2 separate regions of the Mus musculus genome follow, and region 1 is linked to region 2. The links are chromatin contacts, called in public Hi-C maps. All regions are on one chromosome and are shown on one strand. Each heading gives the region's core, a stretch centred on a gene start, on an enhancer-like site or on the middle of the called end of the contact. The rest is flanking DNA. Distances are from core to core; before and after follow the strand shown.

Region 1 (7,431 bases), core at 2,839-5,338, 59 kb after region 2:
TAAAATTTGCATGCCGTTCCTGTTACCTTTAAACTAATGTCATGTAAGGGGCTATTGATTTTTAACATTAGCACAACTGTACTACTTTGCATATCATCCCAAATTATTTTTAATTTAAAAATTGCATGTATCATCTTGAAGTCATGTGAAAGTTGAGAATATTCTAGAAGGTCTGTTTATAAAAGAGACAATTTGTGTTGCACCTTACCTGGAGAAAAAGTGAATCATTATCTGTTGTTAAGTAAAAGGAGTGATGGTAATATTTTAAAATGTGATATGAACTTATGTCTGGGGAATAATTATGAATATATGCTTTGAATGAGACTTCTAGAGTAAGAGATCACCATTTCAATAAGTTGCAACAGCCATTTGATCTCTCATTTTGATTATACAGAACATAAATACCTTGCCATATTGTCATATGCATTAAGTTGTGGTTACAAACACTGCTAGGAGAGATTCTCATAGGAAAAATTTATAGATGGAATTTAAAGCACCAATATTGTGACCACTGTTAGTGGTTAACATTCTTCCCACCTGCTGGCAGTGTTGGAATCTATGCTGGCAGCTAGAGAAGAAGGAGGAGGAGGAGGAGGCTAGGAGGAGGGGGAAGAGGAGGAGGAGGAAGAAGAAGAAGAAGAAGAAGAAGAAGAAGAAGAAGAAGAAGAAGAAGAAGAAGAAGAAGAAGAAGAAGAAGAAGAAGGAGAAAATGGAGAAAAAGGAGGAGGAGGAGCAGCAGCAGCAGCAGCAGCATAGCATGAAGCTAAGGACCCAGTCTGAATGCAGAAAGCCAGTAAACACTATATAGTCAAGCCAACACATTTTTGTCCTCCACCAACTCTTCAATTGTTCTGTGCAATTACTTCAACTCACTTTTGCCTTGTTTTTGTTCTCTTTTTTTAAAATCACACAGATATGCCCCAGCAACGACACACTCAAGATGCTAGGAAGGCATTTGATGTACTAGGAAAACATCTCTAGACATAAGGGGATTGGGAGAAGAACGTAGCATAACCATCTTGTCAACATTAAAAACTGTTGCATTGGCTTGACACTTAGGGAATTTATTCTTTATCAATCTTAGTACACGGTGATTTATATAACATCTCACTTCATATTGGATCTTTACAGACATGAGATGTCTGTGATGTAAATAAACATAGTCAAAACTTCAATATCGGTGGTCAACAGTAATTCAACATGATCCAAATTAATCTAAGACCAGACCAAGCACTGAAAAAAATGATTTTTAAGAATTTAAGAGATAAAAATATAAAAATATCTTAAAAGAAACTCAGAACATAGGAACAAAAATACAAATATGTTCAGCCATACACAGTCTAGACTGCGTTGCCTCTCTCTATTTTTTTGCATTCCACAATCTTTAAGCATAGGCATATAATAGTGTTTAAGATGTGGTTTTCATATTTAATATGAAGTGGTAGAGTGAACAATATTAAAAAGCAAAACCCACAGACACATGGAATCTCTGGATTAAGCATTTCTTAAGATACAAAGATCCTTTGTCTTAAGGGAAGAAGTGGATATTTTTACAAATACAACATCATTGAAAGTATGCTGGAGACCTCCTGGGTAACCTGCTGTCTTGTTGTGGAAGCCAAGTCCCTTCCGTGACCAGGAGAGTCACAGCTTCCTAAATACAAGACCCAGGTAAATGATGCCAGTACTTACCCCCGACGAAATGGCTTTCCATGTCTGCTACAGTTTTAGGTGCCCCATTCTTATCTAGTCTTATCAGAGATTAGATTCAAATGACACTGACTGGCAAACAAATAGTGAAATTTCAGTGTCCAGCCCTCTGGATTTCAAACTATCTCCTTACTCTAGAAGAATTCTCCATCATATCCATGCCTGGTTCCTGGCTACTTTCTATCTGCAGAAGCTGACTCACTTCAAGCTCTGCTCATGAAGCTTATCATTATCTTGTCCAAAGATTAAAAAAAAAAAAAAAAAAAAAAAAAGAAGCGCTTCAGACCTGAATGCCCTCAGACTTGAGAAGCTAGAGCAAGGCAGAGCAATGAGGGAAATATTAACAGCCAATGTGGCTGGCTTCCCCCTCCAGAAATACCATGTTGAAAGACAAATGAACAAAAACAACAACAACAACAATAGATTTTGCAGTATCTCCATGCAAACATTGTTCTTAGGTGTTTACTTCATTTTAAAGTTGGTCACTTTCCAGATCGACTTTTTGAGTTCTCAGAGAGGCATTGATACAAAACGATATGACTTAGCTCCCCGCTTCATATAAGCTGCTCATATTCTCTTATGCTTATTAATTTTGAAACTACTTAAGTGTTTGGTCTAATGAGCTTCACCGTGGGGGGTGGGGGAGTGGCCTGATGCTTGCATGCTGTTAATACGAAAATGAGCAAGATACCTTTCTGAGTGAACATTCCCACCTTGTACCTGAAGATTGGTGATCCATGAAGGTGCCAGCAATGCAGACATATGGCTTCATGCATCTTACATGCCATTATGTGAAGATATTTGGCCCCCAAGGATAACATTCTAAAGGTAATCAATGCTACCTCAGAGACATTTTAAAATATGCACTCTTTAGAAAGATAAATGAGGGACATTTCACTCAAAGTTAAAGGGAGAAAATAACACAACTATTTCACCAAGTCCATCTAAAACCTCCAGATTCCCTTAGTTGTCACAGCTCTGGTGCAAAGTTTCAAGTTTATGACAGAAAAATCAACCCAAAATTCCCACAGCAGAAATTCAGATTATCACCATATCTGAAGCTGGTGGTAGTTTTTTTGAATCTCAGAATGTTTCATAAGGTCCAACCCATCTGCCACAGCAGAACAATGATTCAGGAATTTGAAATTAAATCTGCATTCATTACCCAACATTCTCACAGCCTATATTAAAAATAGTAGACACACAGGAAGTCCCCAGTTAGCATCTCCTCTAAGTTTTCAGAAACTCAAATTATTGAGTCTTCTTTCTAAGAACCAGCAAAGACGCTGAAGGAGCATCTAACCAGCTATTCAGAGAGAATTCTCTCATCCAAACCGATTGATTTCCATCGATAAGCTATAAGGACCCGATTCAAAAGACCACCTCTGCAGCCCGCTTTACCTTCCCACTCCCTTCTGCTCTGCAGTCTCCACAGCAGCACAGGGCTCTGTCTGTTCTCGGGCTCCTTTCATTGCAGAGTGAGATGCCCACTCCTTCATTAAACAGCGTTAAAAAACAGACTGCAAGGAACTCCTCAGTGCAGCACGCTCTAACAGGGTGATTGCTACAGTTCTCAAGTAACCACACTCAACTGAGATCTATGACAAGCAGTCACTGAGAGATTGGCAATGTGCAAATCTAATAAAACACACACACACACACACACACACACACACACACACACACACACACACTTGTCTGGGTCTGAACTGAATTACCAGCAAAAAGAAATCACCATATAGTGAATGAAATTAAGTCACCAAGAAACCTAATGGTATTCCCCGGAGGAGCTGTTTAAGTTTCTTTAAATATGCCTCATCCAAAGTACTGTTAAATAAGCACTCACCGAGAGGAATAGTTACTTTGTCATTCGGACGACATAAATCATACCCGGAAAGGAGAAACTAAGACATGTATAATACAATGGTCTAAAGCAATGCCTTTAAATTTACACAGAAACCAAATCATATTAGCACAGACGAGCATAGCAAGAGATGATCTTTTCCCAATCTTTGAGAATGGAAACATGTATCACTTTAAAAAGACATCTAAATGTATTCTCTAGAAATATAAAAATAGCCTGCCAGTCAAAGCGATTAGAAAGCAAAGGAAGATGAGGACAAAGGACACTGAGAATCAGACATAAGCAGGTACATACCTTGAAGGGCTACATAACCCCGAAGACAGGGTCTCTCATGTTAAGATCACTCTGCTATTTGAAGGAAGCATAACTAGCCCTAGTGCCTTCCAAATGACTGTCTTTCATGAAAATGACATTAGCTAAAATGCCACTCAGACATCAAGCCCTATAGTAACATAATCCTGAAAGAGAGGGTCTACTTAGGCTGAAGAGCATATCAAAGGCTCTCTGATTTTCACAGAATTACAAAAAAAAAAAAAAAAAGGAAACAAGAAGTGCCTCCCTGCCTGCCCTGTCTACTTTGCTGCTTACTTAAAGCAGTAAACTGCAGAGTTGGGTTCCAAGGCAGATGAGGAAAGGGTGGGCACAGTTTAGATTTATTCTGCATTGGAGCAAAATTTGAAAAAAAAATACAGATTCATTTCCATTCTAGAGACTGTCATTCTAGCTTGCAGAAGCTGCATCCTTTGAGAAGGCAGAGAGCGAAATGATGGTCTCCATCTGCAACACGTTCTTAGGGGGACCATTTCTAGCAACCTCACCGTACACCTCCCATCCCGCCATGACATTACCTTCCTCATTGCTTTTTTTTTTTCTTAAGACTTAGGCTCCAGTCTTAGTCTGTGTCTGTAAAAGGTGATCAAGCTTTGAATTTAATACATCCGTGACATCCATGCTAAGCCATGTAATTTCTCTTCCGAAGAAACTTTTTAAAACACTTGCCTGATACAGATCCAATCCTACTATCACATTTATCACCCGAGACAGATAACGTTACACCAGAGGCTGTCATGGAAATGACTTCAAGATTTAAAAAAAATAAAGCAAAAAATTATCCTCCTCTCCCTCCCTTCTCCGACCTCTTGGGACCCAGGACCTCTGTGGTAACTGAGGAAAGTGACAAGTTTTCAACTGAAACAAGAGAATGTCCAAACTTGGCACCATAAAACCCATATAAAATTACTGGAAACTTCTGTTACAGAAAGCATCGTCCCTTTCAATTCCCTTCCCAGATTTCAATTTCTGCCTGCTTTGAGGGAAAGAGAGTCCACCCATGCCTTCCGCCGAGACATAGAAACAAGATAAACAACACAGAAACGACAAACAGGTCAAAGGGAAAGCACAGATAGATGGTAGAAAGAAAAAAAAAGGGGGAGGGGGCAGCAGAAGCAGAAAGCCCCAACAGCCAGACACAAAGGGCTTGTGATGCTCATGTCGGAAGACTTGGCTCTTTACCTGAAGGAACAGTGGAGTGACCCAGCGTCCCGGGTGCCTTGACTGACTGGATTTCGTTTGGGGCTTTTGTGAGTAATTATTGTTTCTCAGTGAATGCTTTGGTTGGGTCAGTTTGGTTTGTGGCTTGCCTTTGTTGTTTGGTCGATTTATTTTAACTGCTAGCAAAAGGAGCCCTTGGCTTGGAGGCAGGGGTCCTCGCGCTGCCCAGGCACAGCGCTGGTGGGGAACGCGTGGCTGCGGCTGTTGGACTGTCACCGCTCCGGACGCTTGGAGGTCTTCGCTGCTAGAGAGTCTGTATGTCACCACAGGCTGCTGAGCTCCTGTCTGTCTATTTGCCTGTCTGTCAGTCTGTCTGCTTCAGGAAAGGGGTTGGGGGTGGTGTCCAGGCTTTGCTCTGCTCCTCTCTCTTGGGAGTAGCCACCTTCTCCTGCAGCCAGTCCTTGCGCTGATCTGTCCGCCCCTCTGCGACCTGTGGTCCCACCAGCAATGCGGGAACCAGGTGACTGTCGTTGGAGCCCGCAGCGTCTCTGCTACTTTGCTACTTTGCGCTCCGGCCACTTCCCCAGGTCGGGTGGGAGGAGGTGACTGCAGGGAGCGAGTGCACGGGGCTGGCTGTCCCTGTCCCTCCCTCTCCGTCTCCCTGCCCGCTGAGTGCTCCCTCTTCTCTCTCTCTCTCTCTCCTCTCTCTCCTCTTCTCTCCTCTCCTCTCTCTCTCTCCGCTCTCTTCTCTCCTTTCTCTCTTCTCTCTCTCTCTCTCTCTCTCTCTCTCTCTCTCTCTCTCCCTCGCTCGCAGGATTTCGATCTCTCTGGCTGAGTAGGTCCACCTGAGGGTCACTCTCGCAGTCCCGCCGGAGTCAGCCAGCCTCAGTGGTGCTCCCGACCGCCCCACCCGGCCATGCCCTCCCACAGGGCTGGCTAGGCTCCCAGGCAGCGCCCAGCTCCTCCCCGCCAGCCAAAGACGCGTCCAGCCGGGCGGGCACCAAGAGCACCGAAAGCATTGCACATGCCCGCCCCCCTCCCCCCAATAGTTCCTGCCCCAAGACCCGTGCTGGCGACCCCTCTGCGGAGGGAGATGGCCCTGAGGGGACGCTCAGTGATGCCCGGTCTCTGGGCCACCACGCAAAGCCGAGGCTTGAGCGCAGCCGGCACCTGCTCTGTGCGCCAGGCGCTGCCATACCCACTGCTCTCACCACCCCTGGGCTGGAGACAAAGCGCATGAGCCACGCGCGCGGCAGCGCGAGCATCATTAATCAGAGGAAACTGGCGCGCTGCCCCGGCCCCGCCACCCTGCCTCTCCCTCCCAGCCACCAGGCGCGCCCCGGAGCCCAGCCCTTACCTACCTCGCTGGGGTACCACCTCGAGTCCTAGGGATGTTTGGCCAGAGCTTCTGGGTTTCTGGTACTCCGTGCTTACTCTCCGAGGCCAAGTGCAGAAAACAGCCCGGGGCAGCAACACCTCACCCCACCCAAGAAATGATTCTCAGCTTTGAGCTCTCAGATGCCCAGGCTTTAGAGCTGAGAGAGACTACAAGTCCTGCTGCTCAGCGAGACTGGTCCTCTGGATGCAAGACCGCCCAGATCAGTGCTGCCTGCCCCACTGGGCGCTGATGCGCTGACTGAGAGAAACCTTGCACTGCAGAGCCCAGAGGGGTAGGGCTGGGGCAGGGAGCAGAGTTGACACCTGAAGAAATAAAAGCTCTGATTTACCCATTTGTTTTGGAGATGAGTACTATTTTTATTATGTGCAATTCTTTTTTTTTTCATAATCTAAGGGCACACTACCAAGAGGAGAAAAAAGTACAGTGAAGAGTGAATAAATTTCCGGAATACCGCCCACCCGCTAGCGACTATACATCCTACTTTCCGACAGCGTAGGTCACCAGCCAAGATAGCCCATTCTAGCTTCCTACCCCCAGCTGAGAGCAAGGCATTGGATTCTGGCCTTCTTGGCTGGCTTGTTATTAATGGGTAGCAAAATTATAGTCGTGCACTTCTGTGTGCAACTGCCAAAGCCCATTTTAACAATATCCAATACCGGAGCTTCTGAGATGCAGACAGCGAGTTAAGTGTGAATCTGCTGCAATGCACAATATATTGACAACAAAAGCTTAGCAGTTGGTGATTAGTAACCTCATGAACAAACCACAAATATATAACTACCATAAAATATGCCACGAAAATCTCTTCTTTTATTTATTTATTTATTTATTTATTTATTTATTGACTTCTATTTAGGTACACCTACCTTTAATGGTGGTCGTTAAAAATGAAAAAACAAAAACAAAAACAAAACTAGGCTTATAAGTCACATGGCTTCCGTGGTGTTCTAGAAGAGTGATTTGCATA
Region 2 (7,349 bases), core at 1,676-4,175:
ATCAGCTCTTTGTAACTGCTCAATAAATGCAGAATATTAGCATACATCTGTTTAGACCACATGAATCCTCTCTTCCCTGTAATTATTTGAGTATGAGCTATCCTCAGTTTTGTTCACTGCAACGGAGCATCAAGAATACAACCTCTCTGCTACAAAGTCACACGTTCTCTGGGAATCCCCAAAGTGTTGAGAGCATTAATGCAAAACTTCTAATGGCTTTGCTCCAAAGCTCACCATTGTGTTTCCTCATTCCTTGTGGAGCTGAGGATGCTGTGTGTGGGATGGGAATCTAGAGCTACTGATGGCAGTGGCTTTGTAAGTACACAAGGAGTAGATTCATCTTCTATACTAGTATTATTGATAAATAAGACTCATGGATGCTCTCTTTCAACAAGCCATACATGCTGGAAGTGACAAGCCAGAAATATACATCAAGGGCTATAAAACTATGGAAAGATTCTGGTGTTTACTTATATGAGTAAGTAAATCTTCAAAATGCCTTTAAAACAACAGCTCCATGATCTCAATAATTTCTTATCAGACAACAAAGGAATTAAACAGTTGAAATCTGTTGGAAATTGGTGCGAATGCTTTTTATCTGTGTGTCCAGATGCTGAAGGTCCTTGTCCACAATTGATTTTTGATCTACCAATAAAGATGCCAGTGGCCAATGGCTGAGCATGAAGTGGGACACTGAGAGTTTCATGGGTAGGACACAGGGAGAATTAGGAGAACTCGGGAGATAAAGCCAACCAGCTATGTGAGTTTTCCTGTAAGAGGCCACTGACCTGAGGTAGCAGGGCAAGGTTTAGGAGTGCCCAGTCATTGAGTTAGCCATGGCATTTTAAGATTAACTGGCTTGTGTGTGTGTGTGTGTGTGTGTGTGTGTGTGTGTGTGTGTGTTTTCCATTCATGGATCCAAGATAACTCCTGACTAGTTGTGTGCCTATATGCCTAGGACTTGTTGGGATCTCAAAGTGGTGTAGACAAAACTAAATGTTCCAGAAATCCACATTGGATGCAGCCATTCCATCTTGAGGATGTGGCTCAGTAGCTGAGATAATTTGACTTGAGATAACGATCACTTCAATATTCCACTAAATTTCAATAAACCAGTGAAATATACACGTTGGTTTAGAACTGAGTCCTGCTAGTTATTTCTTCTCTATAGAGAAGGTCCCTAAACTGAAATTCTCTTTGTATGATTAGATGTGATAATATACATAAACCAAGAATTAAAGCATATTTCATGATGTACACATAGTAAGTACCATGATTCTCAGTAAGAGATGGTGTCATTCATAAGTATATCCTTGAGACCCATCCTCTCCATCATGGGAGAGCCAATGGGTGATAACTGAGGCTATGACAGAGAAGAACACACAGGGGCCAGTCATACTTTTACGTGGCTCTCAGGGATTGCCCCTTATGACCCAAGCAGTCTAAATTTCATATAGAACGATTTTCTCTCCATGAAACACTTAACAGGCTCTAGTCCCCATTTAAAATATCTTAAATTGTTCTCATCCAGAAAAGCATGGCAGAAGGAAGCTGATGACACTCAGTTGTGGCTGCTACAGGGATGATAGTTCCTGTATCTACATTTATCGGTACACCTTATAGGACCATGAGAACTCACTGAAGAAAAACAAACAACAAACCAATATACAAAACTGTGTTTTATCCCTCAGTTTTATAGCTCATTTCCACACTCCACCCAAAGAGTTCATATTCTGGACCTGTTCTCCTAAGCCAGGATGACATTTAAAATGCATATATTTCAAGGATTTGCATGGGAGCTGCAGAAACATGAACACATTGGAAAAATGTTCCTCAAACACACCACTGAGAGTGGATCCTGGGAGGAATTCTCATCCCCACTCTCTCTCTCTCCCTCCTATGAGTCAATAGATTTCAATCCAACAATATATACAAATTAGCCTAGTTCCTTTTGATTATCAATTGCTCTGGTGAGGCAACCCTTCACATTCGCAGAGAATACAGATCCCCCCCCACCCACACACACAAAATAAATGGTATTTGAAACCTTCAAGGCACCTAGATCTTAATGGTCTATTTTTACCTTCAAATCCAAACATCCTAGCAGCAGACAGCTATAACAGCCATACCTTCTCATGAAACAACAGTCTTTGCTTGTATTGCTAACGTGATCCGCGTCTTGAAACCTGAAATATGCTACTCTTTCAAAGGGCCTTTATTTCATCCTCTTTCCTTCTTGCTCCCTTTTCAGAGAGGTAGCAGTTTACTCTCAAATTCCTCCACTGGCACATTTGCCCTCCCCTCCCAAGAGCCATTTAAATGACAGAGGGTGAGCAACATGGTGGTTGGGATGATGGAGAAAGAGGGCTTCATGCTCCAGCTAATGCCTAGAAAGTTCACTGCTTACCATGGGGTTAGGCGTGACCTGCTGAAGGATGATAAAGGGTGGTAGGGGAGATGGGGGTGATCAGATGGGATTTGGTGCTGGCACCAAAGCGGTCACTACCTTCATCGGGGTACTGTCTGCCCATGCTTGTGATCACTGTACACTCTCCTTAGTGTAAACATATGTAGTCTGTTTGACAATGCTCAGGAAAATGGAAAGCCTCGGGGTGGGGGCTGACAAGATGGAATTAGCAGTTGACAATACTTTCTACTTTTGCTGTGTATCCAGGTTCAGCTCCCCAAAATTTACACGGGGCAGCTCACAACTGCCTGCAAGTCTAGGTCTAGCGAGATTTGATGCACTTCTTTCTGATCCCGATGGACAACTGCATTCCTGGGGTTCACACAGACATGCAGGCATGCACAAATACTTTCTCAAAATGTCCAAAGTTTATGCTCCTCTGGAAAGGAAGAGGCTTAGCGATGGGACCTCTGTAGGTCAGATAACGAAAACCTTAAAGACAGATAACATTCTACTGTGGTGCGGTAGAATCTGAAGGGAACACAAGAATCTAGGGGAGAGTTCAGAAGCTTCTAGAATCACAGACCCTGTAAGCAGTGGAAATGTTACTAATCAGATAAAGAAACTGAATTTGAAAATTCAAATTGTATGTAAATTTAGCTAAGTTAAAATTGACTTTCAATGGAGCTGCTACAGTGTAAAAGTCAGCTTCATAGACAAGGCTAAACTTCTATCAAGAGTATTCACAGAGACGTAATATCGCCATCAGCTAGGGTATAAACCTGGACTCGTATCCCGACTGTGAGACTGTAAAACTATTGTAACTATTAACAAATCCGCTCTCTATGAATTGTAAAGCTATCAAGCTTAATCGGCACTATCTATGCACAGATCCACATTCCGAAAGTCCTCAGAGTGCAACACAAAGAGTGAATTAAAAACAGAAGTCAATTCCTTCCCTGCTTTGTTCTCAGGGCATCTTTCTCTGCTGTAGGGCACCTGCAAGCCACAAGAAAAACTAGACTGGCGTGTAAAAATAATAAACAATACCACACCAAAACCAGCTGGGTGTGTTCGAGGGAGAACAAAAATGTCTCAGATTAAAGAAGAGTGACCTTTAATTTCCATGACAGTCAAGACAGGCGGCAGCAGTGTCAACAATCAGATCGAGTGGGAAGCCGCTAAATTTTGAGATGTGTTTTGCCAGCACAGTAGAATACAACCGCGGGACCCAATAATTCTGGAGCTTCAAGAGCTCTTAAACATTATCCACTTCAAACTGTTCTGCAGATATATAAGCAATTTGAAACTCGGGAGGAAAAAAAAAGTGAAGCGCTACAGTGTCCCTGAGATAATAGCCACTCTTGGTCTAGGTTTCTTACTGAGTGCTCCTCCTCCTAACTGTCTCAGTGCCTCTGCTGAGCTCTGGCTGATCTCCCAGGAGATAAAGAGCCCTGAGGCCACCTCACTGGCTGTAACCTTCAGTGAGCAGAAAAGAAAGCCTGCTTTAATCAGGAGAGCTCCATTCACTAGGAAAGTGCCTGCACTAACCGTCTGACACAAAGACCACGTGATCACCACATGCCCCAAAGGAAAGAACGTTATTTTTTTTTTTTAATGACGATTTGCAGTTTTTTGAGGGTGCCACACCTTTTGCTAAAGAAGTGGTTTAAGCTCTATTTGAAAGGCTCGGGAGTTCAAAGTAGACAATTACAGGTGCCAAGGCAAATGACTGTCTCCTAGGAGGTCGGTCTTGATGACTCTGACTCAGTGCAGATAGGAAAAAGATTTGAAGATGAAAGACAGTGATGATCTTGAGAAAAACCAAGTGTTGTCTTCTTAGGGCTAAAACTTATCTGTCTCACAGGTGAAGAAACCAAGATGGGAAATCAGGACTGCAGCAGACTGGAATGCCCAGTCAGTATGCCAGGATTGAGAAGCAAGGTTTCTGTATCCTGTTCTGAGCTTTCCCCAAAACACATGTCTCCCCCACATCAAAAAGGGGGGTGGGGTAGAAAAGGACAAATGTCTCTGTGTAACAGCTTTATAAATCCTATCCTTGATTCCTCCTCCCCTAACCCATCCCCTCCTTGATCCACCCTCCCTTCATCTCCCCTCCCCGTCTTTTTGACAGAATCATAGCATGTATATAGGACTATTTTTCAACTCCTGATCCTCCTGCCTGAGTGTCCAGAGTACTGGGAGCACAGGGATATGCTATCATGCCTGTCTCTGCAGAAAGAGCTTGCCTGCCTGCCTGCCTGCCTGCCTGCCTGCTTGCTTGCTTGCTTGCTTGCTTGCGTAGGCTTTACCCATTTGTTGCACTGGGAATCTAATAAACTTTGTGTGTGCCATCCATGTTCTCTACCACTGAGCTACACTCCCAGACCAATCAATGCCTGTTGTTTTTAATCTGAATGCTATTTTGAAGTGAAGTTCTCCCACCAAATTCCCTAGATCTCATTTGGTATTATATGGATTCCTGACATCCCACTGCTATTAGGCCAGAAAGATAACCAGCGCTATACATATTTAACGTCGCATACTTTACAATGAATAGTGTGCTCTTATAAACCAGTCTCTGACAGAAAAACAAAACACCAAACAGACACTACGTTGGGACTTACATCCTGGTGCTGCTGGTCTTGTTGATGATGACAGATTTTCCAGTTTGATCCACGTTGTGGTCCAATCCAAAGTACGCTGCCACCCGATGGACCAGCATCCTTTGATAGGATGACATCTGGGGGAACTTTTTATAGTGGTTACTGGAACAGAGTTACAGAAATAAAATCAGCATCTTCATTTCATGCCAGTAGTATATTTTACAGGGATTTACACGTCACTATCTCCTTTTATCCAGAAACACTTGGCATCTTTCATTTCGACACCACCTGATGTCTTCTCTCGCAGACAAATCTCTACTATCATAGATTTATTGATCGAGCTGCAGTAGGCATTGCTGTTTCTCAGCCGCATGTTCATTTTGTCTGTTGCAAAGTGTTCTGGGTTAGTTCAGGATACCTTATCAACAGAGGCAGGCAGGGGACAGGCTCCATGACATAATAGAGATTGCAGATATCTATCTGGACATGTGTCATTACCCAGTTTACACCAAACGCAGCACAATTATTTCCAGGCATAACTGACTGCAGCCAGCTGGAGCCCATTAAAAAACTATAATAAAAACGAGAAGGGTCCCTTCTTGTTACAGCTCCTCCATGCAAATTAGTGGGGGCTAAGCAAGCCCCCTGTTTATGGCTATTTTGCCAGAAATTTAACAGGCAAGATCACACGTGATCCAAGCAATGACCACTCCAAGATCCAGTGACTTCTTCATTGAGCATACCAAGAACCATACGAGCTGACATTTTATTTATCTACAGCTCTCTGTGGAATGAGTCATTAACTCAGACACTGAGCTAAGACATGTCATCGAATTAGCTAGCATTGCCATTGAACATACTTGCTGTCAGCAATGAAATCAATCATTTCCTGCTCCATTTTCAAGAGTATCATCCTGTCCCTGAAAAATAAATGTTCAAAGGAAAAGTTTCATGTACTTTTAGTTTTCAAAGAGCAAATACAATTTATCAAACTCAACGGGGAAACAGAGCAGACCTAACTCTAATTCATCTTCGGACTATGTTGACTCCTTGGTTTGCATGCCACGACTTTGAACTCAGAAGTTTCATTTTTCCTCTCCCTTGTTAAGTATTTGGTAGTGTTAAATGTCATCATTCGAATGATAATCATGATATGTAAATTTCTGAATGATAATAATACAACCAACAAAGACTTAAAGTTGAAAGAAACTGGAAAGAAGCCAAGCTGGAGCCCTGAGTACACATGACTATGTGCCTGCACCCAGGCACCATGGACTGATGTAAATAAACATCATTTCATTCTCTCCTTTTTACTTCAATATGCCCCTGGGGTTAGCAAAGCAAAGTTGGTACACTCTAACTTATACAGGGAGCAACTATGTGACTATTAGGGCTAGCCATCCACAAGGAGATACAATCAACAGAGCAGAGCAAGCTCAGGAGAGACATCAAGGAAGCCATCTGTTTTTAGTATTTGATTTCTTAAAAGTATTCTGATTAATCATAATTATTTTGTAATATTCTTTCTGACTCCCCACCCTCCCACAACACCAGCAAAAAGCTTGTTTCACCATTTAAATTTACCTGGAATTGTTCTTCAGCGTGTTAATTAGAAACCCATGTAAGTCTATGCCTGTAGAATCTGTGTATTCTTGGCTGCAATCTGAAACAAACAGCAGGAGGGAGTTGAGTTGCCCAGATGGATGATGGGAATACAGGGTGGGGCAGGGTTTGAAAACGTTCTGGTTTCCTTCCAGCTCAGGTAAATTTCAAAGGAAGGTACCAGGGAGAAAATACTTGCAAGCAGGGATCATAACATCAGAAATAAGACTTGAGGGTTGAGACCTTGACTGTGGGAAGACCCTAGTGTCACAGGAGGGGAAGTGTGCTTGCTGTTGGTGGTGGAGTGTGTTCTGTGCAGAAAACCAGTGGGGTACTGCCTCCACATGACAGGTACATCCAACCCACAGAGACCTCAAGAGCTTGTGATCCCATGACAACCTTTTTTTTTTTTAAATTAAAACAGAACAGTTTTTAAAAATGAAGTTTTGATTATAAAACTACCTAAATATTAATCAGTATAAAACATGGCAAGAGATAAATGTTCTTGAGTTTTTCTTATATCCTGGTCCTGGATAAATACAGGTTTATACAGTCATTTTAGACATGTTGTGCTCTTTCCTCTTACACACCCCAAGCTTGAGTGAGGGTTTCAACTAGACAGAACTGCTCCAAGCAGGAATATGTTTACAGAGCACAAAGAGTGGCTACCATTCCTAGGCTGCTTGGATTCCCAGTGTGGTCTCCAGTATAGCTCTCCATTCCAGCTTGGCTTT

Evidence for each region. A called contact is a pair of places that touch in the nucleus more often than the background predicts.
Region 1: a Hi-C map of group 2 innate lymphoid cells shows a contact between it and region 2, with 1.6 times the contacts expected there. The contact joins the promoter of Arpp21 here to the enhancer-like site in region 2. A contact is called at or near these places in 2 of 39 promoter capture datasets (hippocampal neurons and macrophages), 16 of 484 Hi-C or Micro-C datasets (CD4 T cells, LSK cells, the N1E-115 cell line and 12 more), 6 of 115 datasets of contacts at active chromatin or transcription factors (CD4 single positive thymocytes, the HPC-7 cell line, the SCID.adh cell line and 3 more) and 3 of 9 other capture datasets (adipose tissue, liver and pancreatic islet).

What each region holds. Positions count from the first base shown.
Region 1 is chr9:112,229,224-112,236,654 of GRCm38.p6, forward strand. It overlaps Arpp21 (cyclic AMP-regulated phosphoprotein, 21), which reads right to left and starts at 4,089. Exons shown (of 21, transcript NM_001362020.1): 1 at 3,869-4,089. It also overlaps a transcript of 2900079G21Rik not described here.
Region 2 is chr9:112,171,061-112,178,409 of GRCm38.p6, forward strand. It overlaps Arpp21 (cyclic AMP-regulated phosphoprotein, 21), which reads right to left. Exons shown (of 21, transcript NM_001362020.1): 7 at 6,598-6,676; 8 at 5,874-5,933; 9 at 5,035-5,175. Among named protein-coding and RNA genes, the nearest start is that of 2310075C17Rik, 53 kb to the right of the region's middle. Within about 2 kb of position 2,926, at least 1 of the 459 cell types and tissues checked has an H3K27ac peak or open chromatin away from gene starts, as enhancers often do. A contact at or near this core is called in group 2 innate lymphoid cells, where this site is marked.